Regions from separate parts of the Mus musculus genome. Here regions 1, 2, 3, 4, 5 and 6 are each linked to region 7. Evidence: chromatin contacts called from public HiChIP or PLAC-seq and promoter capture Hi-C data. All regions are on one chromosome and are shown on one strand. Each heading gives the region's core, a stretch centred on a gene start, on an enhancer-like site or on the middle of the called end of the contact. The rest is flanking DNA. Distances are from core to core; before and after follow the strand shown.

The links. Promoter capture Hi-C pulls out the DNA fragments that hold promoters and counts their contacts. HiChIP or PLAC-seq counts read pairs in DNA pulled down with a chosen protein or histone mark. Capture Hi-C pulls out chosen DNA fragments and counts their contacts.
Region 1: a contact with region 7 is called in an H3K27ac HiChIP or PLAC-seq map of microglia, with 5 times the contacts expected there. The contact joins the enhancer-like site here to the promoter of Tbc1d15 in region 7. A contact is called at or near these places in 2 of 39 promoter capture datasets (embryonic stem cells and pre-B cells), 1 of 484 Hi-C or Micro-C datasets (B cells) and 2 of 115 datasets of contacts at active chromatin or transcription factors (embryonic stem cells and microglia).
Region 2: a promoter capture Hi-C map of liver shows a contact between it and region 7, with 5 times the contacts expected there. The contact joins the promoter of Frs2 here to the promoter of Tbc1d15 in region 7. A contact is called at or near these places in 7 of 39 promoter capture datasets (the C10 cell line, hematopoietic stem and progenitor cells, hippocampal neurons and 3 more) and 2 of 115 datasets of contacts at active chromatin or transcription factors (astrocytes and embryonic stem cells).
Region 3: a contact with region 7 is called in a promoter capture Hi-C map of liver, with 5 times the contacts expected there. The contact joins the promoter of Yeats4 here to the promoter of Tbc1d15 in region 7. A contact is called at or near these places in 5 of 39 promoter capture datasets (the 3T3-L1 cell line, hippocampal neurons, liver and 1 more), 2 of 484 Hi-C or Micro-C datasets (muscle stem cells and uterus) and 1 of 9 other capture datasets (adipose tissue).
Region 4: a contact with region 7 is called in a promoter capture Hi-C map of liver, with 4 times the contacts expected there. The contact joins the promoter of Lrrc10 here to the promoter of Tbc1d15 in region 7. A contact is called at or near these places in 3 of 39 promoter capture datasets (hippocampal neurons, liver and pre-B cells), 1 of 115 datasets of contacts at active chromatin or transcription factors (astrocytes) and 1 of 9 other capture datasets (liver).
Region 5: a promoter capture Hi-C map of the HPC-7 cell line shows a contact between it and region 7. The contact joins the promoter of D630029K05Rik here to the promoter of Tbc1d15 in region 7. A contact is called at or near these places in 2 of 39 promoter capture datasets (the HPC-7 cell line and cranial neural crest), 1 of 484 Hi-C or Micro-C datasets (muscle stem cells) and 1 of 9 other capture datasets (embryonic stem cells).
Region 6: a contact with region 7 is called in a promoter capture Hi-C map of liver, with 2.1 times the contacts expected there. The contact joins the promoter of Cnot2 here to the promoter of Tbc1d15 in region 7. A contact is called at or near these places in 5 of 39 promoter capture datasets (the C10 cell line, liver, neutrophils and 1 more), 1 of 484 Hi-C or Micro-C datasets (B cells), 1 of 115 datasets of contacts at active chromatin or transcription factors (pancreatic cancer cells) and 1 of 9 other capture datasets (liver).

What each region holds. Positions count from the first base shown.
Region 1 is chr10:116,563,460-116,566,892 of GRCm38.p6, reverse strand. All of the region lies in intron 1 of Cnot2 (CCR4-NOT transcription complex, subunit 2), which reads left to right. Among named protein-coding and RNA genes, the nearest start is that of Cnot2, 16 kb to the left of the region's middle. Within about 2 kb of position 1,457, at least 47 of the 459 cell types and tissues checked have an H3K27ac peak or open chromatin away from gene starts, as enhancers often do. A contact at or near this core is called in B cells and microglia, where this site is marked.
Region 2 is chr10:117,146,589-117,149,864 of GRCm38.p6, reverse strand. It overlaps Frs2 (fibroblast growth factor receptor substrate 2), which reads left to right and starts at 1,391. Exons shown (of 10, transcript NM_177798.3): 1 at 1,391-1,473.
Region 3 is chr10:117,222,819-117,226,150 of GRCm38.p6, reverse strand. It overlaps Yeats4 (YEATS domain containing 4), which reads left to right and starts at 1,644. Exons shown (of 7, transcript NM_026570.4): 1 at 1,644-1,892. The coding sequence starts at 1,842. Gm31963 (a long non-coding RNA gene) reads right to left here and starts at 1,665. Exons shown (of 4, transcript XR_872061.2): 1 at 1,584-1,665.
Region 4 is chr10:117,043,920-117,047,516 of GRCm38.p6, reverse strand. It overlaps Lrrc10 (leucine rich repeat containing 10), which reads right to left and starts at 2,176. Exons shown (of 1, transcript NM_146242.2): 1 at 749-2,176. The coding sequence starts at 2,094. The coding sequence ends at 1,270. Gm10747 (a long non-coding RNA gene) reads right to left here. Exons shown (of 3, transcript XR_872056.2): 3 at 2,832-3,379.
Region 5 is chr10:116,962,664-116,966,172 of GRCm38.p6, reverse strand. It overlaps D630029K05Rik (RIKEN cDNA D630029K05 gene), which reads right to left and starts at 1,433. Exons shown (of 3, transcript NR_027847.1): 1 at 1,187-1,433. It overlaps 4933412E12Rik (RIKEN cDNA 4933412E12 gene), which reads right to left. Exons shown (of 3, transcript NR_038026.1): 3 at 2,894-3,509.
Region 6 is chr10:116,579,489-116,582,815 of GRCm38.p6, reverse strand. It overlaps Cnot2 (CCR4-NOT transcription complex, subunit 2), which reads left to right and starts at 1,305. Exons shown (of 16, transcript NM_001037846.3): 1 at 1,305-1,363.
Region 7 is chr10:115,249,330-115,252,871 of GRCm38.p6, reverse strand. It overlaps Tbc1d15 (TBC1 domain family, member 15), which reads left to right and starts at 1,379. Exons shown (of 17, transcript NM_025706.3): 1 at 1,379-1,490. The coding sequence starts at 1,461.

The DNA.
Region 1 (3,433 bases), core at 208-2,707, 1.3 Mb before region 7:
TCCATATTGTACTCACTCACTTAACGTTGGATTGCATTTTGTTAGTACTGTTTTAACTAGTCCCTGAAATGCTTTTCAAATGAGTTTCTGTTTGAAGCAGTAAATACTTGGAAAAAAAAAAACTTTAAAAAAAGTCAGAAGTATGTTAAAATATCTAGGCTTTGTGTTACTACACCTAACAGTTATGCGTAAGTTATGAGAAAGGGATTGGGTAGTAAAAAGTGTACAAGGGGGCTGGTGAGATGGCTCAGTGGGTAAGAGCACCCGACTGCTCTTCTGAAGGTCCAGAGTTCAAAGCCCAGCAACCACATGGTGGCTCACAACCATCCGTAAGGAGATCTGACTCCCTCTTCTGGAGTGTCTGAAGACAGCTACAGTGTACTTACATATAATAGATAAATAAATCTTAAAAAAAAAAAGTGTACAAGGTTTATAGCATAGATGTATTCACACAAAGATAATTTTTCTTCCCAGTGGATTATTTTGGCATTTTTTCCAAAATGAATTGAATATGAACGTGAAGGTTTATATTAACCATCAATTCTATTTTACTGTACTCTTACGTATGCTAGTATCTTTTGCTTCCATGCTACAAGCTTGAAAACTGAAAATGAAAATTCTCCAACTTTGTCCTTTTTCTAGATTGTTTTGGTCAATATATCTTTTGAATTTCCATCTGACTCTTAGGATTCGCTTGTCTGCTTTTGCCGAGGAGCCAGCTGCTGTATAACTTGTAGCTCATTGTGGTGTATTGCCACTTCTCATCTTTAGACTTGGGTGACTTTCGTTGATATAGTTTTTTAATTTCTTTCCATTATTTTGTACAGCTTTCACAGTATAATTTTTGTGTATGAAATTTAAGTATTTTACTCTCTGATGCTTGGGAAATGGAATTGCTTGTTTTCTTTATGGGGTTCGTTATTGCTGCATGAAAATGTGATTTTTTATATATTGGTTTATATGCCTTGTACCCCATTGAACGTCCTCATTTAAGCCATTTTGATAAGTTAAAGATTATGAAAATCCACACTGCTATGAAACTGCTATAAAATCATTATTCTAGTGAGCGCCTTAGGATTTTTTGTAGATCTAATAATGTCATCTGCAACTAGAGGCTTTCACCTCCTCTCCAGACTCAGCACTTCTTATTTCATTTTGTTGCCTAACGATTCTGTCTAGGATCTTCAGTACAAGATCACATGTAGTGGCAAGAGTGGACAGCCTCATCTCTGCTCTTAGAAGGAAAACATTCACTATTTCACCGTTCATTATGCTTCTATGTTTTTTTTAAACCATAACTTTAAAGAAGCACATTGTTTATTTGTTTGTTTATTTGTGTATGTGGGCACACCTAAGCCTTCAGGCTCATGTGCAGATTAGAGCACAACTTTCCTGCCATAGGGACCTTTTCAAACTTGGCTCTTCAGGCTTAGTGGTAAGCACTACCCCTCACCCCCCACCCCCACTCAAACCTATCTCTGCCTTCCGTTCGTAAATACTTTTTACTGATTTGGGGATGTCCCTTTTGGATGGAAATTTTTTGTTGTTGGTTTGGTTTTAGGTCTGGTTTCGATTTTAAAAAGTGGATCTTGTGTCCACCGAGGGTGTCCCTTCACCGCCTTTGCTTTACAAGTGTTAGGGTTGTAGTTGTATATCCTTTAATGATGTGCGAGTTTTGTCCCTTATTTAAAAATGCACATTAAATTGCACAATATTGTATGTTGAGCAAGTCCTGTCTCTGGGATAACCCCATCTCATTTATTGCTCATATTACGTCGTAGTTGTAGTTTCTTTCCATGTCATGGCAGTGGCCGTCTTGACGGTAGTGATGCTAGTGAGAAGGTTTCTGGCTAGTCGTTTGTTTTGAATAGTTTGAAGTGAAACTAAGTTTTTTCTTCCAGTCTATCACTCAAGCCTTCTGGGCGCGTGCCTTCCCTCTTGAAAATTTTCTGTTGTTAATGCGGTCTCTTTACTTGTGATGGGTCTAGTTTTGACTGTCTTATTTCTTTTGTCAATTTTGATAGCCTGATAATGTTTTAGTAATTTGTCCATTTCCTCAAGTTTCATAGTTTGCTAGCTTGAGCCCCTTTCTTTACCTTTCTCTTGTCAACTCTGTTACCTTTTTTCTTTGTTTTTGTTTTTTTTAAATGTTGAATTAGGTGTTTGTTTGCTTATTTGTTTGGTAGAACTGGGATTTGAACGTGGGGATTGAATCTTAGTCTTTACACGTTGGGCAAACACCCCTTTATGAAGCTATATCTTCAGCCTTCTCTTACTTTTTTTTAAATTGAAGCAAGGTTTCATTCGGTTGCTCAGAGTGACCATGAACTCACTGCCTAGTCTAGAAAGGCCTTTAGTATGTCTGGGCCTCCTCAGAACTGGAGTCAGAGTCGTCCTCAAGGAAACTTCTCTTTGTAATAGACAGAAACCACTACAGAAAGGCACAGCTCGTCAAAGTGGAAAGCTGTGGAATCAGTCCCAATGGCTACCTCAAAGCACTCCCTGACCTAAGGCTCAGGGAACATTTTAGAAGATGGGACAGAAAGATTGACTGTAAGAGCTTTCCTCCAGTGGGGTTGTGTCTCCCGGTAAGGTTGAAGCTACAATACTCACCAACATGACTGCCTCCACATGAGCTGAGAAGGGCAGCAACAATAGACATGCAAAGTCTGCCAGACACAGAACTACAAGTCACCAAGGAATGCCGAGAGAGAGAGAGAGAGAGAGAGAGAGAGAGAGAGAGAGAGAGAGAGAGTGTGTGTGTGTGTGTGTGTGTGTGTGTGTGTGAGAGTGTTAGTTTTCTCCAGGAAGAGCGCACTAATTGGCTCCCAATACCAGATGGTCAGCCGTGAAAACATACATGTGAGTAGTGTTATATAGACTGAGCAGGTTGTATTTAGGAAATATATATGTGTATATATTTGTACACATGTATGCACATAGTAGCAATTGATGAAAGAAGAAGCCATGAAGTTGAAAGGGCAAGGAGGGGGGATGTGGGAATGTTGGAGGGATGAAAGGGAAGAGGAAAGTGTTTGTAATTATATTACGATTTGACAAAATAGGAAAATTAAGGACTCTTCTATCCAAAAAGCAACCACTAGGCCTGACTTAAGATCTTTTTGAAAGATAATTATTTGATGGGGTGTTGTCATTATTTCTAAGCCTTTATTTAATGGGTCCCCTGAATTACTGGCCATATTTATGAGGGTTACTTGGAAGTCTCTGTTGAGTGACACTGGGCTGCTTTTTACCTTGTGTATTACTCTCTATACTTGTGGTCTGTGGAGGGCCAGGTATTGAGTATATGGCAGCATCTCTGCACACACTGCTCCTCTTTTCTGGGCTTCTCACTGCTTTAATGGCTTTGCTGTGCTATTTCGATGAAATTGTATATATTTTGCATTGGAAAGAATTTGATGTCATACTCTGG
Region 2 (3,276 bases), core at 142-2,641, 1.9 Mb before region 7:
AATAGTGATGGCATTGTTTGCATCTTAAATTTGTAATAAGGGGTTTTCTTTTACTCTGCCTTTCTCAAAGCAGATTGTCTTAACACTTGTCCCTGCAGTATTTAACAGACACTATGCATGCTAAGAAACTCTTTTCTTTTTTGCTCTTCCTTTTTTCCTCCTCCTCTCCTTCTTTTTGGACAAGAGTCTTGCTTCATAGTCCTGGCCACCTTTGTCTGGAAACTCACTGTAAAGCTTAGGCTGGCTAGAAACTCTCCGGACTCTCCCTGCCTCAGCCTTTTTAGACTGCTGGAAACAAAATAGCTTGTCAGGTTTGAGCCCTTTTCTTCCATGTGGGGCTTTGCTTCATACTGAAAACCTGCCTTTAATATTTGATGTTTCTTGATTTTGTGACAGAGCAAATCTTTTAAGATCGTCTCACTTCTTTGCCTGACACTGACTCTGTAGGCTCTCATACTGTCTGTCTTTGGTAAGTTTCAAAAGTGCCCAGGTCTTCTCTATTGCTAGTTACTGGTTAGGTATAAGAATTGTGCGGACGTACTCAGTCCTGGGTACTTTGAAATGCTTACTATTGCGTTATGCATTATATTATTTTTAACGTCTACAATCCAGAGATGAACACGACACACACACACACCAGGGTGAAATGTAAAGAAACAGGATCCTGGCACTAAGATTGCATAGCCCATCATCTCAGCCTTTGTTTAAAGTGCAAAGGATGACCCATATAGGGAAATAATTTGGCTCCCGTCTTTGAATAATTTGAAAAGTCTTGTTTGGGGCAAATGAGAGTTCTACGCATACCACAAATTAAAGTAAAACCAAGAGCCAGCATATGTGGTAAAGTCCGATACTTTGGCCGATTTCCTTCTCTGTAAGACACAGAGAATAAAAGCACCAATTTCCAGGAGTTTGAAGGTTATTAAATGAGTTAACGCCACCGAATCGCGTAATAAATGCCCTGTCTACCACGCCGTAAGCCTTCCTTCGATAAATGTCAACTGCATTTTCACGCGGGACAGAAGCGAGAAAGGATAACACCGCCGGCCGGTCGGCAAGCCGGTGAATGCTCCGGGCTCGGCGAAATTAGATTCTCCGGGCCCCTGTAGAATTAAGTAGAAGGGAGCGATCCTAACAGGCGTTAAAATAAGGGGTGCCAGCGGTAGCTCGGGGCCCGCGGGACCACAGGGGTTAGCAAGGAGCCCGGGGGCGGGGCTCGGGGGCGGGTCCGCTGGCGCCCGGAGCAGAGGCCACGCCCCTCCCGGGAGGGCTGGCAGCTCCAGCCTGGGAGCAGTTCCGGTGCCAAACCCCTGCCCTCCCCCGCTCCCCCGGAAGTGCTTGTCTAGGGTTCGGGCTGGAGAGAGGCCTTGTAGACACAGGCGCCGAGGCTCCGAGCAGGGGGTCAGGTCGCGGGGAGAGTGAGGAGCTCCGCGGCTGCCACCCCGCGCCCCTCGCAGCGCCTTCGCGCCGACGGTGAGTAGCCGGGGACGCCGAGCGGGGCCTGCGCTGGGCGAGCGAGCCTCGGACCCGGCTGTCCGCTGCAGGTTCAGCCGTCGGGGATCCGGGGAAGGGGTTCGTCGGCCGCCGCGGAGCGCGCGCGGCCCGCGGGCCGGGAAGGGGCGCGATGCGGGGCCGCGGAGTGGGCGGGGCGCAGCCGGAGCGGGGTTCCCGGAGCCGCGGCCGCCCGCAGAGGGGGGACTCCGTAGCGGGGCCCGGCCGTCGGCGCTGCGACCCCCTCTCTGCATCGGGCAAGTGGGCTCGGTGCCTCCGCTGTGGGGTCTGTGCACTCGGACGCTGGGGACCGGGACAGCCAGACTGCACTGGACATCAGTGTCCAACTTTCGTCGCCTCTTGGATCTGTCCCCTCTTCCCGTCTCAGTAATTATCCTGTGTCCCAGGGGTGTAGTCAGTCCGAGGGTGGGGCGCTCCCTGTGTGGATGCTGGCGATCTCTTGCGGGGCTTGCGTCGGGGTCGCCGGAGGTTCGATTTGGACTCGGCTCGAAACTTAACTGGGTCTGGATGCCTGCGTAGGGTCGGTCAGTGAGGCAGTACCATTCCTCGAAGGGTCTTTGCTCCCTTGCAAACTGAAACTGTTGGGAGTTACTTCTTAAAAACAAAGATTTGAGGAGATTCGTAGATTCAGAGGAGTTTCCCCGTGTTCTTGCTGACGTTAAAAAAAAAAAAAAAACCATGCTATTCTGTAATCAGCCTTCCGAATTCCTGCGCTCATCCGAAGTCACAGTTGTTAAGACTTCAGTCGGGACCTTGCACAAGTTGACTGCAAAAGGCTGGAGAATTGTATCCTTTTTTTTCACCCCAGTTTGTTTACTTTCATACTTGGAACTGTCATTTCTTGAGCTAATTATATATATGTGTATATATGTGTGTATATACACACACACACACACATATACACACACACATATATATACACACACATATGTATGTATATTATATGTATATATATATATATATATATATATATATATATATATATAATTTCCCTCAGTTTCTCCTCGGAGGTTCTTCGTGTAGTCCAGTTGTGGGAACGCGGGGTGGGGGTGTTCCCACAGCGGGACAGAGGTGTTTGTTGATTTAAGCATATGAAGTGTTTAACTCCAATAAACTGAGACTTTCCTAGAGAAGAAAATCTTGTAGGCACTGTTAGTAAACTGAGTTTAGGTGATAAACTACGGATAAAAGGTTTGTAGGAAATAATGGAGCTATTTTCCGCTTTTATTGAGTTTTAAATTATTATCAGATAGTTTATTTGTTGCAAATGACCTTGTGGTGGTGTCAATATACACAAGTCATCTTCATGAAACCAGTGACATTATCTGCCCTTATTATGCTTACGTTAGGATTTATACTGTTTCTCTCTCTCTCTCTCTCTCTCTCTCTCTCTCTCTCTCTCTCTCTCTCGTACTTTCTCTTTCGACTACTGGAAGGGAAGATATCATGAATGAGGGGAATGATTTGAAGTGACGAGTTGCATATACTGTCTTATGCAAAAGAAAAGTTTATTTCATTAAAAAACAAATTCTCTGTGTGTGTAATGCCAGAGGTGAACCTAGACTACCCAGCACCATGATCATGATGATCCTTTTGAGACAGGGTCTCCTGAGCCTGGAGCTTGTACTTCCGGCTGGGCTGCTTGGCCAGCAAGCCCCAGGGACCGTCCTGTGTTTGCCCCATGTCCCCAGTCCAGGTCTACTGGTTATCGGCACATGGCCCAGCATCTAGTTTATAATGGAGGTGCTGTCGGTGCCAGTTCAG
Region 3 (3,332 bases), core at 395-2,894, 2.0 Mb before region 7:
GAGTTGTTTACTTTCCAAGTCTCAGGAACCTCCTGTCTCCTTCCTGGAGGGAATGTCTCCCTTAGAAGCTCTAAGCTTATATCAGGTGATCAAGGAAGGGGAATGACATTTAGATATCAATTAAGAAACAGAGTTAGGACATACTCAAGAGCTGCCAGGACAACCTCAAAATACGGGATGACTATAGAAACAGCCAAGATTATCAAAAACAGGGGCTGGCAAAAGTAAAGGTACTTGTTATCAAGCCTGATGACTTTAACCAGATCTCTAGGACCCACATTCATTCTCTCTCTCTCTCTTTCTCTCTCTCAATAGATAATACAGTGAAAAAAAATACTTTTATTAAAGATTAGCAAAAATTGGGGGCTTAGTGGTTAAGAGCACTAGCTGCTTTTCCAGAGGACCTGAGTTCAATTCCCAGCAACCACATGGTGGTTCATAACCAATCTGTAGTGGGATCCGCTGACCTCTTCTGGTGTGTCTGAAGACAGCTACAGTGTACTCCCATACATAAAATAAATCTTTTCTTTAAAAATTAGCAAAAATTGATTGACCATGCTGTTAAATTCGCTTCTCGGTCTCCTGATTATTCTCATTGATTAGTGCTGTGCCCAGCCTTCATCAGAGAAGTTTATTGCAATGAGCAGTGGTTAATGCAGAAACCCAAAACTAGCCAAAACGCCCAGGAATAAGAGATGGTGGTGTGCTTAGCACTATTCGGGACAGTTGTACCACTCCTTCCAAGATTGGGGAATATTTCAGGGTATAAAGAGCCAGAGAATGGAGAGACATGTATCAAAAACGACACCTTCTGGCCACAACGTGGCCATTGCACTCATGAACTTACTGCAGCTGCGGTTATCTGCATAGGACCTGCGATTGCATGTTAACATTTCAACATGGATGGCGGGAGGGGTCCAGGGGCCTCACCCTTCCCAGAGGGACTATTGAAAATTCATGACTGTTTGGGAAAGAGATGCCATTTTCTTTAGTAAGGTACCACTGATAAATTACTCTTGCTTCGGTAAAGAATCCCACATCCATAGTAGGACAGGAAACGCCAATTAAAGCCAATAGGTCACGAACTAAGAGGGCATGAAAGTAGGAGGGGGGCTTGTTGGAAAGAAGAGTTCCAACTGGGGAAGGGTATGAGAGAGAAGAATGGTGAGTGAAAATAAGAACATGACCCTCTTAGGCATGGTTTAGGAGGTTTTTACTGTAGATAGGGAGAAAACAGATTCCCGACGAATCTGGAAAAGTCAGACTGAACATGGCCAGCAGAACAGATTGAGCCATGAAGAGCGGGAAGTGGAGTCATTTCTGTAGTGCCATCATGTTGGCCTTGGAAATCGAACTCAGGTCACAAGGCTTGGCAGCATATTCTTTACCAAGCCCACGCCCAGTTATCTGACCTGCCCAATCAGAAGCTTTGATTCCAGAGTCTATCATCTTGAAGTGTGTGGGGTTATCTCAACCCTAAAGCTACAAACGTTCACCATTTTGGTGCTTCCCTACCCTTAACTTCTGCCTAAAATTTATCCCCATCTCTCTTTATCCGCTGCAACAGCTCATCAGGCTCTTACCGGGGAAGGCTGCAGCCTCGCGCGTGCGCACTGTCTGCCTGAGCCCGTTGCGCATGCGCCGCCGCCCTCCCCCGCCCTTCCGCTCGGCTCTCCCAGCTCGGGGCTGAATGGCCGACCCCGACGCGGCGCGTGTGGAGGAGGTGGCTGTCCGGCTCCCCGAGCCCAGGCGACCCGCCCTCCTCCGGCTCGTGAGGGGAGCGGCTACCCCGCCGGCCTGAGCTCTCTCCCTGGCCGCCGCGGCTCCTTCCCGGGGACAATATGTTCAAGAGAATGGCGGAATTTGGACCTGACTCCGGCGGGAGAGTGAAGGTCAGTGCGCAGGCGCGGCGCGCGGGGCGGAAGCTCGGCGCTCATTGGGCCCCGAGTCCTCGTCACCGCCTCCGCACCGCCAAACACAAAGGTGCCGGGGTGGCTAGGGCATCAGTCGCAGACCCTGGATAGGCTCGTCCGTCTTGTCGTTCCCGAAGCCCCGTGCTGATAAAGTCAGCAAAGAGCGCTTAGCTTCGTTCGTGTTTAGTGAAGGTTGCTTAACACTGGACGTTGTGACACTCAGTTCCCTCCCATCTATATGTGTATTATTAATAGGGGTGGAGGTAAGAGAACGACTTGCAGGAGTCGGTTGTCAGGTGTCACCATGTAGGTGTGCTGTCCAGCCTGAGCTGCAGTCGTCTCTTCCCTGTGTGCCATCCCTCCAGCTCGCCACCCCCTCCCACCTTCCTACATCTGCTGGTTACTTTTTTTTTTAATTTTAAAATTTATTTTTATGTATATGAGTACACTGTAGCTGTCTTCAGGCACACCAGAAGAGAGCATCAGATCTCATTACAGATGGTTGTGAGCCACCATGTGGCTGCTGGGAATTGAACTCAGTATCTCTGGAAGAGCAGTCAGTGCTCTTAACCTCTGAGGCAGCCCTGCTGGTTATTTTTTAAGGTACCGGTTCAGGATGCTCTCCCCGTGCCCCTAAAAGGGGCTTCTACTTACAGATCTTATCACAGAAAGGATTTTTTTTTTTCCTTAAAAGAAATCACATCAGTCTACAAAAATTTTAAAATCCTCATCGGTGTCATATTATTTTTATTACCTTAATCATAGTGTCTATATATCCATAGCTGCCTTAACAGTATATGTAAGATGAGAAATCATCGAAAATCCTAAAGCCCTGAAATGCAATAGAAAGAAATACCAGGTAAAAGTCTGTGTTAGTATAAGAGGCTTTGTAGAGCTGTGCATTTGCCCAGGGTTTTAGGTAAGGCTTGGGGATGGTAGGAAGTGATTGCAGAGCAAAAGGTTCATGGGAAAACTCTTCTCTACTTGCACAAGTTAAATCTGGAAGTTTGTAGTTCAGGATAACTTGAGAAAGTTAGGCCTGTAGTCCTCAAATTGAGTTTCCTCCTTAGTAGCTGGGGAAGGGGTGGGGGTGAGGCAGGAACAAGATAGGCCCTTGAGAGGCCCAACCCAAGTGGCCTGTGTGTTCCCACTGTCCCCATCTCCTAGGCCATTCAGCTGTGAGCTGATCAGTATGCTAATCCCTTGGTAAGGTGCTTCTGTAGTCCAGGCGCCTCTCAGCCGCCAGCTGGGGACCAGCAATAAGCCTTTTGGGGGAGGGGGTACTCCATACCCAAACTGTATGTGCATAATAAGGATGACAGCAGAAAATGCTTGCCCTGAAATTCTCTCATAAACCGACCTTGGGTTTTGTGCTGTGCTTTGGTAAACACTGCCAGAGGCTAATCTAAAAGCCTTTCC
Region 4 (3,597 bases), core at 927-3,426, 1.8 Mb before region 7:
TGATCACTGGGCTGCCGATGTTCTGCACCAGAGAGGTGGTGACAGGGTTTTGTGACACTCCAGGACCTCCTCTGACTTAGCCAGCAGTATTTCTGAAAGGATTCTGATATTCCAGAACTGGGCTCGTGAAGGTCCGTCCTCCCATGGTTCTTTATAAAACCTCAGTATGGTTTGTCTTAGTTAAGATGACAATTTTTGCCCTGGTGTTTTGAAACGGTTATTCATATACAGACAATAATTTAGGATTTATGCACTTGTGATACATTCTTCCCTAAATAACGGCCAAAATACCTACGTTTGTAGACAGTCAACAGACCCTATGAACAAAAACCCGAACAAATTATGATTATTGGTCTCAGCCAAGATAAAAGCTGAGACCTCCACTTCAAACTCAGACACTTGTTTTAGGTGAACTGATTTTTACATTCTACCTTTAACAAAGTGTGACTCTCGGGAGGCATGGCTCTGTTCTGGGGGGCAGCCTGCCCTCACCCTAGGAATCAGGAGGCTGTCTCGAGGAAGAAAGGCTTGGCTTTTCAGATGACAGTAAACTGAGCGGACTTTAGGTCAAACCTTACGAGGGAAAACGAGTGGAACCGGCTTGAACCACTGGGAAGTTGGAAGGCAGAGCTTCAGGGAAAGACTTCTTTGTGGCATTTACAGCAGGGGCTAAAGTGCGGGGGGGGGGGGGGGGGGGGGGGGGGGAGGGGCTCAGGCTGTGTGACCACAGCTTTGTTTTTTTTATTTTCCTTCGAATCAAGACTGATTGGGTAGAGTTGTCCCTTTCAGGAACCAAATTAGTAACAGCAGTACATTGGTACTATGCAGAAGTTCTCGGGAAGGAAAGAGGCATGAGAGCTAGAGAGAGCTAGAGACAGGCCACTGAGCAGCTGGTGGCGTTGTTTTCTTTATTTTAACAAATACAGTCTTTGAAGCACTCACCAGCCTTGTGACCAGCTACTCCTGCGTGGTGGAAGAGTGCTGTGGCTGGTCTTGTTCTTTGGTGTTTCAAAATAGCTCGTGTGAAGGAACTGCTTCTGGCACAGGAGTGACAGTCACCCTGGATTCCAGGCCAGCAACAGCACACACCTTCCCCCTAGGAAGAGGTGCTGGGGGCTGGAAATGTTTTCTTCGCCCTATTCCTTTACAGCATCTCACCTGGCTTTCTCTCCATCAGCCCTGGGATGAGCCAGGACCATCCCTTCCGCTCTAATGAGATGCCTTCGGAGCAGTGGGGTAACCTTTGAATTGGCCTTCAACCTCAGCTGTTCAAGAGCTGGAAGGAAGAAGGGGAGGAGGTGGCTCTTGATTCTCTTCCTTGGCCAGTGCGTACCGCCTAGCTTTTCTGGGGTCAGGCTCTGGTGTCTCCTCTGCCCATCTCCCAACACGGCGAACCCCTTTGCCCACCTTGGGGGCATTTCTGCAAGGATTGTGGTCATAGATGACCAGCTTCAGATTTGTCAAGTGGGCCAGGCTGGGGAAGTAGCGGATACTGTTCCGATCCACGTCGATCACCTCCAGAAAGGGCATGCGAAGCAGTACCGAGGGGAAGTCAGCTAGCTGATTGCCGGAGAGCCAGATGGTCCTGAGCTCGCGCAGGCGCCGGAGCTGGCCGGGTAGCAGACGTAGGGCGTTGGAACCGGCATGCAGGGTTTTAAGGAGACTCAGCTCACACACCACATCGGGCAGCCGGGTGAGGCAGTTGGATTCGAGCCACAGGGTCCGTAGGTTCTGGAGCAGGCTGAGCTCATCCGGGAGGTCACAGAGTTTGTTATTGCCCAGGTAGAGGATGCAGAGCTGTTTCAAGGTACACACCACCCGGGGGAGAGCTTTGAAGTTGTTGAAATCCAAGGCCAGGATCTGCAGGTTCTGCAGCTGTGCCAGGTCGGGAGGCAGGCTGTGAAGGTGGTTGTCGCTGAGGTAGAGCTTCACCAGCTCCGTGAAGGAGCACACGTGCAGTGGGAAGCGACGCAGCTGGCTCCCGCTCAGATCCACCATCCTGTCCAGGGGCATCTCCCGGAGGTCTCCCACCACATAACTCTGGCAGCGGTCGGTGGGGATGAAAGCCACGAAGGCCCGGATGGTGTTTCCCATGTGAAACGGGCTGCAAGGCGAGCCCCTGCCCACCAACTCTGTCAGGGAGTGGGCTGGCTGTGCTCACTGCTCGGGAACCCTTCTACCCTCTCTTTATAACCCGGAATTCGGTGACAAAAGCCAGTCACTTTGACAGAATAAAGTGCTCCTGATAGCAGCTTGAGTGTCTGGTGACAGGCCGGACAGGCAGGGTCTGGGACGTCCTGTCCAACTCACATATTTGTCTTTAATCACTTAAGCCCTGATCTCTTATCTACTCTCTCCTGATCTCCCGCCCCCCCCCCCCAAATTGAAAAAATACTGTGACAAAGGTGGAGAAGTAAAAATGAAAAACACCTATATTTGTACTATGTAGGTAAAACTGTAAATATTTGAATGCATAGTCATCTCCTTTGTGTTACAACTCACCTAACCCGAACAAGGCCCTGCTTCAATCCTGAGTGGGGCACAAAACAACAACAACCCGCTGCTAAGTTTTCCAGGATGCATCCTTCAAAGTGTTGCCAAAGGCCTACATCCTTTACAGATTTTCTCCAGTTCCAACAAGCCTTAACCAATATGTAATCAGAAGCAATGGCTTCTGATTTGTACAGTCTTGCTTTGTGTCCAGCTAGCGTCTTGCCACACTGTAAAAGGGTACATTTGAGCTGGAAGTGGAGTTCAGTGGTAGGGTGCTCGTATGGCAGAATTGAAGCCCTGGGGTCCGTCTCCATTTCTGCCAAAACGAACACACACACACACAAATCCTCTCTTTGACAAAGGACAAGAAGGAAGGCTGACTAGCCTTCAAAAGCATAGATTAATTAGAATGTAATTATTAATTAATTCATTAGAATGTAATGCACCCGGGGGGGGGGCACTTTCCAGAGGTGGGAACACTTTCCAGACCCATTTAAATGGCCATTAAAGCTCTGTACTTCTCGTCCATAATCGCGTCCAGTTGAGAAAAGCAACGATGAGCCAGACCGTTCCAAGAACGAGGGCCTCCAAGGTCTGGCTGCTGGGGGCTGGAGAGATGGCTCAAAGGTGGAGAGCGCGTGCTGCCCTTTGAGAGGACCCAGGTTCCACGCCAGCCCTCATATCCACGCCATATCCACGCCAGCCAGCCCTTGTATCTGATAGCTTACAACTGTCTTTAACGGCAGCTTTGGATGTGAGGTGTGGGGTGATGATCCAACATTGTCTTCTGGCCTCTGTGGGATCTTGCATGTTGTGTCCGGCCAGCAGATCATAGCCTGGGTTCTAGCTTGGAAAGGCATTCTGGAAACCTGGAAGAGAAGAGGGGCTAGGCGGCGAGAGAAAATGATGCAGCTAAGACAGGCATTCTGATCAAAGCTCAATTTTACTGTTCCGACACTCAGTTATGAAGGAAGGGGGAGGGGGCCCGATTCCCGCCAAATAATCTCGGAGTTCAGTAGCAGGGTGACCACGTGTGTGACTCCAAACAGCAAAGCGGCACGTTCCACCAGTGGGCGTGGCAGAACGATTGAGCGGGAAGCTCCA
Region 5 (3,509 bases), core at 184-2,683, 1.7 Mb before region 7:
AACTTGGGTTAATCAGTGTTCTATCAGTTACCCGAGACTGATTCTGACAGTGCTGGCTCTATCTGAAGGTGGAAAAAGAAAGTCTATCTGCTTGATTTGATACCCAAGACCCACCTGCCTGACCTGGGAGATCTTTTCCATGGTTTGTGCAGGAGTCTGGCCTTTCCACAGTTGCCATTAAACTAAACGTTTTCCAAATAATTGAAAAGCTACCTGGAGACAAGAGTTCAAACATACAAGAAAGCAGCACTCCCAAGAAGAGAGAGAGACAGAGAGACAGAGAGAGAGAGAGACAGAGAGAGACAGAAAGAGACACAGAGAGAGACACACACAGAAAGAGAGAGACAGAGACACACATACACACACAGAAAGACACAAAGAGAGAGACAGACACAGAGAGAGACAGAGAGAGACACACAGAGAGAGGATGAGGGAGGAGAGAGAGAGCAGATGTGCTGGCTGCTCATCTTCATTGGGCCACCCTAGACTAAAGATCCCCCTTTCTTGAGCCCGCCCATCTCATGGGTCTGAATAAAATGGTCACCATACGGGGAAGTGCTCTGTAAGACAACAGCATGGAAGACATTTCATGCTCAGCACTATGAAGTTATTAAAATACAACCACACAGAAACTTGAGCTCACCCCACCATCTTGGAATGCAGTGAGCAAGTTCTGGGCAAGCTGACATGAACAAAGTGCAGATGTCTGGTGACAGCGTGGGGCAGACAGAAACAGGCTGGCTGATCATTAGAGCTGTCCGGGAGAGTTCAGAAAAATAGATCTGTGAGTTCCGAGTGGTATGGACATAGATCAAGGTGGCTAGCCTTTTTTTGTTTTACCCTCAAGATTTCTGCAGAACACAAGCTATCCTTTAATAAATTAAGAATGAATATATAAGTAGTTAAAACTACTGGTCTATTGATAAGAAAAAGCTAGAAGGTTGCAGAAAATCACCAACGAGGTTGTCTGAGAAGGATTGTTTTTTCTCAACACTAATTTGTTTGAAAGCTATAACCCAGAATTTCTAGAGATGTCTATACCTTCTGGTCCCAGCTTTTCCATGATCCCGCTCTCTACAGGATCCAATACTTTTAAGCCAGCTTCAATGCTTTCCTAAAAAAATCATTAGGATGCCAGGGTTGTTTGCTGTGCCCGCCCACTGCAGACAGACCTGTTGAAACTCACCCCTTTAAGGTCGGCTGTGGTCCAGTATCCTCTGAGGGACCGGGCATCTGTAGTAGCAGCCGCTCACAGTGACCTCCCTGAGGCTCTCATGCCGCACTAGCTGTCCTTACCTGGCTTTGCATGCTCCTGTTTGGCTGTCTTGTATATGCTAGGTTTCTAGAACCTTCCTTCAATGTGTTGTCTACACAGACGGCTGCTGAAGAGGATAATTGCTGACATGGTTAGAGCTACTGACTGGAAAAACTACACAAGCTGCCAGAAGTGTTCCCCTACTTGAGGGACATTGTCCCTTGTTTATAAAATGAGTGGAATTTGGAGTAAAGGTAGGATTGGGCTAAGTCCTGGCTCCAAACTGAGTTTTTAGGTAAATTAATTAACACCCCTAAGCCTTCATGCTAAATTTTGAACCTTCTGATTTGGAGTTAGACCATGGGCTTAAGACATTGAGATATGGTGGGGGGGTTTGCGGGGGGGGGCAAGAATGGTGGGCAGCAACTGCTCCTCTCTGTCCATCCCCTACTTCACCCTCCTCCTCCCTCTGCTCCCCGACCCCCACCCCCAGTCCCCACTGGTGCCTTGTCAAACAAAGTCTGTTGCGGAGTTTTGACATCTAGCTGGCACTTGTCCTTCCAAGCCATAGTCTACCAAGAACGTTGTACCTAGACACAAAAAGGTGCAGAAGAATCTATCAGCTCCGGCAGCGATTGCTTGTGTCTTACAGTACTCCATCACGATAGGGATTTAATCGCTTTGATGGTCGGTTTTGTTTGCTAACTTTCTTTAGAGCCTTCAGCTTTTTTGGGTCAGACGCGATTCCAGCCACACGTTCTGGTTCTTCTTTACCCTCCTTTCCTTAACTCCCTACTAGGTGTGCAATACATATACTATGTAAATTGCAGGATGAGATGAATGAACCAATCACTTCAGGAGGTGTTCGCTGAGAGCCACTATGTATGAATGCTACGAGCTGGGATTATGAAGGTAAGGTAACCACCTTAACTGTCTCCCAATCTCTGGTGACACGCATGACGCAAGAAATTATTCACATACACACACTCCGGTGAATAGATTCATGTGTGCGTGGGTTGTCAGGAGTCTTTGAAGGCAAGTAATATAACAGCTAATTTAAAGGGTGAACGGATTTATAACCTTAGAAGCCAAAACCTTTGGGTGTAGGCATCTCCACAGTTGCCTAATACATCATGGTTCTGGTCCTTTGAGTTTTCCCTCACAATCCCAAGAGGGCAAAGGGAAACAGTGAAAACAAACAAAACAGATCTGAGGTTTCTAGCAAGGAAGAAATGTGTGTGTGTGCGTGTGTGTGCCCGGGCGAGCAAGATTGACTGCAGTACCAGATGGAAGAGTTTAGGAGTCCCAGAGAGCAATTTCACCTGAGCCATGCGACAGTTTAAGGTTAGGCTCAAGCACACGCCTGAGAAATACACTGTGCTAGGCTTGTTGCAAAGACATTTAACTACCACTGTTTAATAAATACACAAAACAAAGCACGTCCATTAAAAAAAAAAAAGAAGAAGAAGAAAAAGAAAAAGCAGCGGCAAAGGCAGGCAGTGTTAGGCGTGCTGGGTGCCCCTCATATGCCTGTATTCTTACAAAGGCGCAAGTGTCCCCGTAGGGACACACTCATCATTGCTTGTGGTCTTAGCCTGGCTCCTCCGGCCTGAAGAATGAGCAGACAGCAAGGATTATCGGGGTCCACTTTATTTGGGAAAAGCAAGCAAGGCTGGTGAAGGAGAAAGTTAAATAAAACAAAACAACCGGAAGTTAATCCAGAAACAATGAAGTGATGGGATGCGTAGCTGTGCTGGCCGGTTTCAGCAGGTGTGTCTACTTCTCACGCCGGATTCTTCTGGAAAAGTTTGCGGGAAGAAATCCCACTTCGGAGTAGTCTCCTCAAGCACAGAGGGAGGGGCGCTTTCTTAGGGTTCTCCTGCTTCTGATATCCCATGGGGGCCAAGCCTCTTCCCCGCCAGGGGGCGCGCGCAGGGGGTTGTGGTCGGGGGCACGAGGTAGCTCCTTAACAGCTCTTGGACAGTCATCACGCTCCACTGCGTGGCACGTCTCCAAATCTGGAAAGTCTCGAGAGGGACAAATCAATGCTGATAGCATCTGTGCACCTGTAGGCCCAGGGTTCAAACTCAAACTGCAGCCTGCTCAGGAAACCCAGAAAAGCCACATATTGCAGGAAGGGCATATATAATGAGGGCATTGGTGTGACCTTCAGGACAAAGACTTACTTGAAAAATGGAAGTCTTGCAAAAAATGGAATATTGTGAACCTTTTTCTATTTGCCTTCCTGATGAAA
Region 6 (3,327 bases), core at 56-2,555, 1.3 Mb before region 7:
AAAACCATGACAAAGGTACTTTTAATTTCACCGTAGGCTATTGTATCCTATTTCTTGCCTTTAGCTTTCTATGATAAAAATATATATCGCTTCCGTTTATCACAGAATCTATATCTAACTATATAGACTGGCGGGCTGGAAGGAGGTAATTTATTAAACTACAGCAGAAACTTTATTTACTTCAAATGAGTAGTAATCCGCATTAGTAAGCTCTACCACTCAAACATGAACAGCGATACGTTATGAAACTCGCAACTTCAAAGCACAAAGAGGCTTTTTAGCAAGTTAAGTAACCGTAAAACACGAAGTTTGTGGATGTTCAAAGGTGTAAACTAAGAGTATTACAGCAATAAAAAGTAATTTCACTTTCAGGGACAGTCCGGCTTTGGAGAGCAAAACACTTTAGTTCCCAACCACAGCCACCGTATTTTCAAAAGGTCTAGTGGATGAGCCAGCTGGTCACTAAGGTTTACCAAGGGCGCGCCGGGCGGGAACTAAATAAAGTGCCACAAACACCGTTCGGTTAGATTAAGTACTCCCGGCAGTGCTTTAAAAACACGCTTCCCCCTTACTTCCTCTCACCAGGTTTAGACCGGGGGGGGGGGGGGCAGGTAAAAAAAAGGGGAGCATGAAAAGGAAGAGGGGGCGGCGATCAAACGCCTAGGTTCCAGCGGAGGGGAACTCACTGCTCGGGAGGTGCGGGCGGCGTGCGGCGGGTGTCTGGGGGAGCGCACCCAGGTAGCGCAGGCAGCGGGGCGGTGGGAGGACCGAAGCACCGCAGGCACCGCACCGCACCGCGCCGCGCAGCAGGCTGGGGACAGCCCGGGGACAGCCCGCAGGAGGTGCTCGGGGGCGGGGTGTCCGAGGAAAACACAAACACAAACACGCTGCGCGTCCCCCGGTGGGCGGACCCACGCCACCCTCGGCTTCTCCCCGCCCCCGAGGCCGCGCTCGCCCGCTCGCTCGGACCCCAGGCCGCAGCTCCAGGCGTGGCCGCAGCAGCTCCCGGCGTGGCGGCGGTCTGGCTTCGGGAGCCCGGAGAGGCCGCCCAGGCCCCACTCTCCTCGGTCACCGCCACAAGACAGCGCCGCACCTTCCGCGGGAGGCGGCGGAAGCCCGGGAAGGCTCCAGGCGAGCGTTGTGCTTCTCACGGTCGACTGGCGTACGGGCGGCGTTCCGTCCATTCGGCGAGCCTCGCTCGCTCGCCGGCTTCTGCTGCTGCAGCCGCCGTCGCCGCCGCCTTCGAGCGGAGTCGGAGCGACGGGGGTCACGGCGGGGGTCAGAGGGTAAAGGTCTTGCTCCCAGCAGCCTCCGCGGTGGATACGTCGCCATCTTGGATCCGCGGGACAAGAAAATTCATGCGGTGAGTTTTTGGCCAATTTTCGGAAGTCTGGCGGCGGGGCACGCGGCGGGGGAGGCGGATTGGGGGCCCCCTCAAGGCGGGGGAATGCCTCGGGGCTGGTCCGGTCGCGCCCGGGGTCCGCGGGTAGCGTCCCGGCCCGCCGCTTCCCGTTGCTTTTGTCTCGGCTCCAATCGAGAGAGGGAAGAGCGGAGCGGGCGGGCGGGCGGGCGGGGAGGGGGTGGCGGCGCTGGAGGAGGGAGGGGGTGTGTGGCGGGGTGGACGGGACGTAAAGCGTCGCCGTGCTCGGGCCGCCACCGCCGCCACCACCGCAGCTACCGCAGCCGCAGCCGCTCCGGAGCTTAGGCCCGGGCCCCCGCTGCCCGCCGCGGGGCTTCCCCGGCTCCCGCCGGCGCGGAGCAGCCGCTGCCGCCGTGCTGCTTCCTGGGCTAGGAGAGAAGGCAGCGGCGGCGGTGGCGGCGGCAGCAGCATCCAGGAGCCCCGGCCACTGGACACGGCTCCTGCCTGCCACGTTCCCAGCAGCTGCTGGTCCTTGAAGCTTTACGTTTCTGGCCATACACGCGCATCCTCCGCCACTTGTGTGGTTTTCTTTTCTTTCTTTCTTTTTTTTTTTTTATTTGTTTGTTTGTGTAAGATGGGGACATCGCACTGGCTAACGGGCCTCGGGAGCCTCCAGGCCCTGAGCTATACCGAAGGGGCCTTTCTTGCAAGGTGGAAAGGCGAGAGAGAAACTCAGATGCTGCTTCTGCCCCCGTGCCTGGAGTGGGAAGCCTCTCTAGTGGTGTAGCCTCTTGAGTTCCGATGGTCCTGGGGCGGCGGAGGAGGAACCCGAGCCACTCTTGTGAAGTTGCAAGCCCTGGTTTCTACTTCCGCCGGGCCCCCTCTACCTTTTGCCGTTTTGTTTTAGGTCTTCACTTCAAAGTTTCATAGAAGAAATAAGTTGGGTTAAAAGAAACCCGGTAGTTCTTAATTGAGGTACTGTTTGCTTAGGAGAAAAGCTTATAATTCTTGTTATCTGTAGGCCCTTCGGGAAATCTAATTGTAATTTTATTTTTGTAAAATTATTTCTAAGGTTTTGTTATTTGCATTTACGTTAGATCCAATCAGTACGCTTTTACCTCCAAAAGAAAATAAAAATAAATAAATCTTACACATAGGTACTTTCTTGGAAATCCTAGGGGGACATCTCCACTTTTCAACATCTGGGAAGACAAGTGTTAAGAGTGTTTTGCTTCATTTTCATTAAATCCTTAGTCAAAGATTTCTCTTTAATCATCTGGACAGTTCCTAATAAAATACAGCAATATGATCCTTAGATTATTGGCAAATGGTAGAACGTTAACCAGATCTGTTCACAAGGGACACACTTAATGTTCAAAACTGAATACATTTTCTATTACTCTCTATAGTGAGAAGTTTTAGGGAGATGGAATCGTGTTCCTATAGATTTCCCTTTCCAAATAAGTGGGTGGTAACTTTCACAACAGTTTTATGTTTGGGAATGCTTTGTATATTCAACAACAGTTCCTTCTCAGAAGTCACCTTTGTAGTTTTGTAAGGTAATTTTATTCCAAGTTGGAAGTGTTTAAAAATCCAGTACACTGAAATGGTTGTCTACATTCAAATATTTGTCTGTGTTCAGGTTTTGTGTCTTTAATATGTTTTCTAAATGGTCCCTTGTGCTCTGCCTATCCAGTCTGTTGTCATCTTAAAGCTAAAGGAAAAGTTCAAAATGCACAGACAACTTCTTCCACTTTTCACTTTTGCTGACTTTGCAAGATCCTTAATTTTAAAGTGAAACCTTTTCATTTTTAAAAAAGTGCCTGTTTTTGTTTTTAACTCTAGACCAGAAATAAAGACTGTATTTGACTTTTATTTTTTTATTTTTTGCATTCCTATTAATGCTTTATTGACACACATAAGGTAGTGCATGTGTTGGCAGAGCACTTTGGTTCTCAGATGCAGTC
Region 7 (3,542 bases), core at 130-2,629:
ATATTTAAGACATTAGTTCTTTAAAATTTACAAAAAGTTGTAGAGTAACTGCTATTACTTAGCATTATATTCTGACACTGCTAAGTTTTGACAATATAGTGAGGTTTCTCCTTTAACCACATTACTCCATCCTTCTGAGATAGCAGAAGAATCTAGTTTTGATTATTCAGACTCCGGTTACTACCCACAATCAGTTGGCTTGGGGAAGTCTGGTCTACTGATAAGCCCCTGTGCTCTCTCGCTGTCAACTCACTGCGCTCTTGCTTCCTTAATGGCTGGCAGATGCGTTGCTTTACCGAGCAGTGAGAACTTGGGCACTGGGATCTAGGGCTTGCTTGGAATCTCTGATATTTGGTGGTCAGAGTCCCTCCTGGGGCTAAGCATGCATTCTCCTGTAAGACTTAGGCACCTCCCTCCCCGATTAGATTCCTGATACTCACAGAACCTGCAGATCACGTTTTTCTGCTGTTACCTCAGGCAGCCTGAAAAGGCTCTAACTCAGCGGGCAGGCACGACTCTTGTGTGGGTGAAACGACACTTTTACAGGGGTCTCTTAAGGCTATAGGAAAATACAGATACTTTACGGTTCATAATAGCAGTAATGTTACAGTTATGAAGTAGTAACAAAAACAACTTTTTGGTTGGGGTGGGGTCCGCACCAAAACATGAGAAACTGTATTAAAGGGTCGCAGCATTAGGTAGGTGGAGAACTATTGCTAACTGCTCTAAGATGTCAATTTTATTGTGTACCGGAGCTAAGTCTCAGGGTGCTGCGCTGAGAAGGAATTAGATTTTGAACTTAATAGTTTACCGATCTGTTTCCAAACATGGGGGAGATCCGTATGGCCATACATGATCCTTTACATGCAGATGCTTGGGTGAATTTTAGGAATTGAAATCATAACCACTAAGCTGTGGAGGCACCCTGAACTCTGGAGCGATAAAGGGCCTTGTAGTAACTACAGTTCCTATAAAAATACCATGCTCAAGGTCATGCGTGAGTGACAGCAACAATACTCATGTTCAGAATCCTCTAATATCAAGGGGAAAAGTCTCTGCGTGTATTAGCTCCAGGGCTGATGTTCAAGGCGATTCCAATTTTACCGTGACTTATTTAAAGCAAGAAAGCTGTGGCATCGTGTTCTGGGTCTAAACAAGGTGCTCCTTCCATCACACCCAAGAGACTCGCCAGCCGTTCCCCAAGTTAAAAGTGCCACGCCCGAGCAAACTTCAAAAGCCGTAGACTTCTATTTAAAATGTGGGGGAAGCACGCGCACGCGCAGTACGGCACGACGGCTCCACCCTCTTAGCATCCTCACCACGCATGCGCCTAACTGCTGTTCCCGCTCCTCCCCGCCCCTTTCCCGCCCGGATGTTATTTTAGCCCGACCGGATGTTGTTGTGAGTCCGAGAGCCACGTGAGGTTGTGCTACGTCATCACCAGGCACGCGCGGGGGAACATGGCGGCGGCGGGTGTTGTGAGCGGGAAGGTGAGTAACGGCACCGGCTGGTGCGGGTGCTCCTGACCGGTGGCCTGCGGCTGGCGGGCGGGCGGGCGGCCGCCGAGGGGCAGGCGAGCCAGGTCGGCTTCAGAGGAGACCGGCGTGTGACAGCGAAGGGGCTCCGCGGGGTGCGAGCTGCCCCTCCGGGGTGCTGGCTGGGTGAGCGCGGGGTTAGACGGTTCCTGCTCCCAGGCGGTGCAGGCCTGGGCGTTTGTCCCCGGCTCTGCCCCGCAGCGCGGATCCTTTCGGGGACCCCTGAATCCGTTCCTTCCCCCTGTGACTCTGGTTCTTTACGTCTGCCCTTCCGACCGTAAAACCTTCTCTTGTAAAAAGCCTTTGGCCACCCTGGCTTGCTTGGCTCTCTGTCGTCTTTGGGGGAAGGCGTCGAGTCACCATGCAGAGGAGCTGACCAGGAGCTCTGCAACTCTGTCCTCAGAGCTTGGGGTCCTGTTCGAAAAATTACCCAGATGGTTAATGGTTGCGGGCGTTAGGTTGGGAACTGGCGATTGACACCGCGCTGGGCTCATCTAGAAAAGCCTTTATGAAAACGTTTGTTTCCTAGATGTCTTCGGGGGCGTTTCTGTGTGTGGGTGTCTGCCCTGCTGTTTTACAGGAGGCTCTGTCAGTGACACCCTCACAGTGGGCTAGGAACCACCATTAGGTACGGAGATTAGATTAGATTAGCAGTTTATATGCAGAGAGACAGCTTGTGCGAATATAGGGTTATCTGCTTCATGCGATGCACCTGACTGCGTTTCCCAGTGGCGAGTTATTTCGCAAACGTCAGTGACCGGCTGGTAATGACTCAGAGCACTAAGACCTGTTTACTTGTTGCAGATAGCTTCCGCTGTTCCTTCAGTTCCACGTAGTATGTTTCGCTGCTTTTCTCCTCGTTTTGAACTTGACAGCGTTTGTGCAGATTTAGATTGTGGAATAACAAATACCGGCCTTATCTTCGGTGCAGATCTGAATTGTGACCTTGGGAAATTGGATAATTGAGGCTTCTCTGTTCTTCGTCTTTATCTGCAGAACGGAAGGGATGCCGGGCATCCTGTATTGGAGTGCTTAGGGGTAGACGCAACAGAAGCGCTTATACGTTACGTAGTCTTGCTCTTTCGAAAAATTGGTTGGGCATCCTTTTAGGGTATACTTATATCCTTGCCCTTTTAAAATATTTTTGGTCTTTTTTATTTGAGATGAGTGCTAGTCATCTCTTGATTCATTACAAATTAGAAAGTTTATCTTGGTGTTTTGGGCTGGGCCAATCTGGTACTTTCCAAGATGAGATCTTCACAACTTAAACTACACTTCTCTTTTCCAGTTTGCATGGATTCTGAAAAGAACCCTCGATAAAGCAGTTCTGAGACCTAAGGGGCTGCCCACCTTCTACAGTCATTAGTACCGTTCACAGACTGACTGCCCAAGCTTAACTTGTCTTTTGTGACTTTGCTTCATCACCTTATTTGACTGAGGTGACTGTCACTAGGAGCTCTGCAGCTGTGTCCTCAGAGCTTGGGGTCCTGTTCGAAAAATTACCCAGATGGTTAATGGTTGCGGGCGTTAGGTTGGGAACTGGCGATTGACACCGCGCTGGGCTCATCTAGAAAAGCCTTTATGAAAACGTTTGTTTCCTAGATGTCTTCGGGGGCGTTTCTGTGTGTGGGTGTCTGCCCTGCTGTTTTACAGGAGGCTCTGTCAGTGACACCTTCACAGTGGGCTAGGAACCACCACTAGGTACGGAGATTAGATCGGCAGTTTATATGCAGAGAGACAGCTTGTGCGAATATAGGGTTATCTGCTTCATGCGATGCACCTGGCTGCGTTTCCCACCGGCTGCTCCGTGGATGTTAACAAAGACACAAGATTATTGTGATAAGTTAAACTGGGCAAGGCAAGCCCCACCCACACCGAAGGACCAAACTCTAGGCTGCCAGTTCTAATTGTCAGCGTGGAGAGAAACTGCAGATGGCCATGCTTTTCTTTGCATCTAAGGCCTGGAAATGATTAAGGAAATTAACCTTTTTTATTCAGAGTAATAAA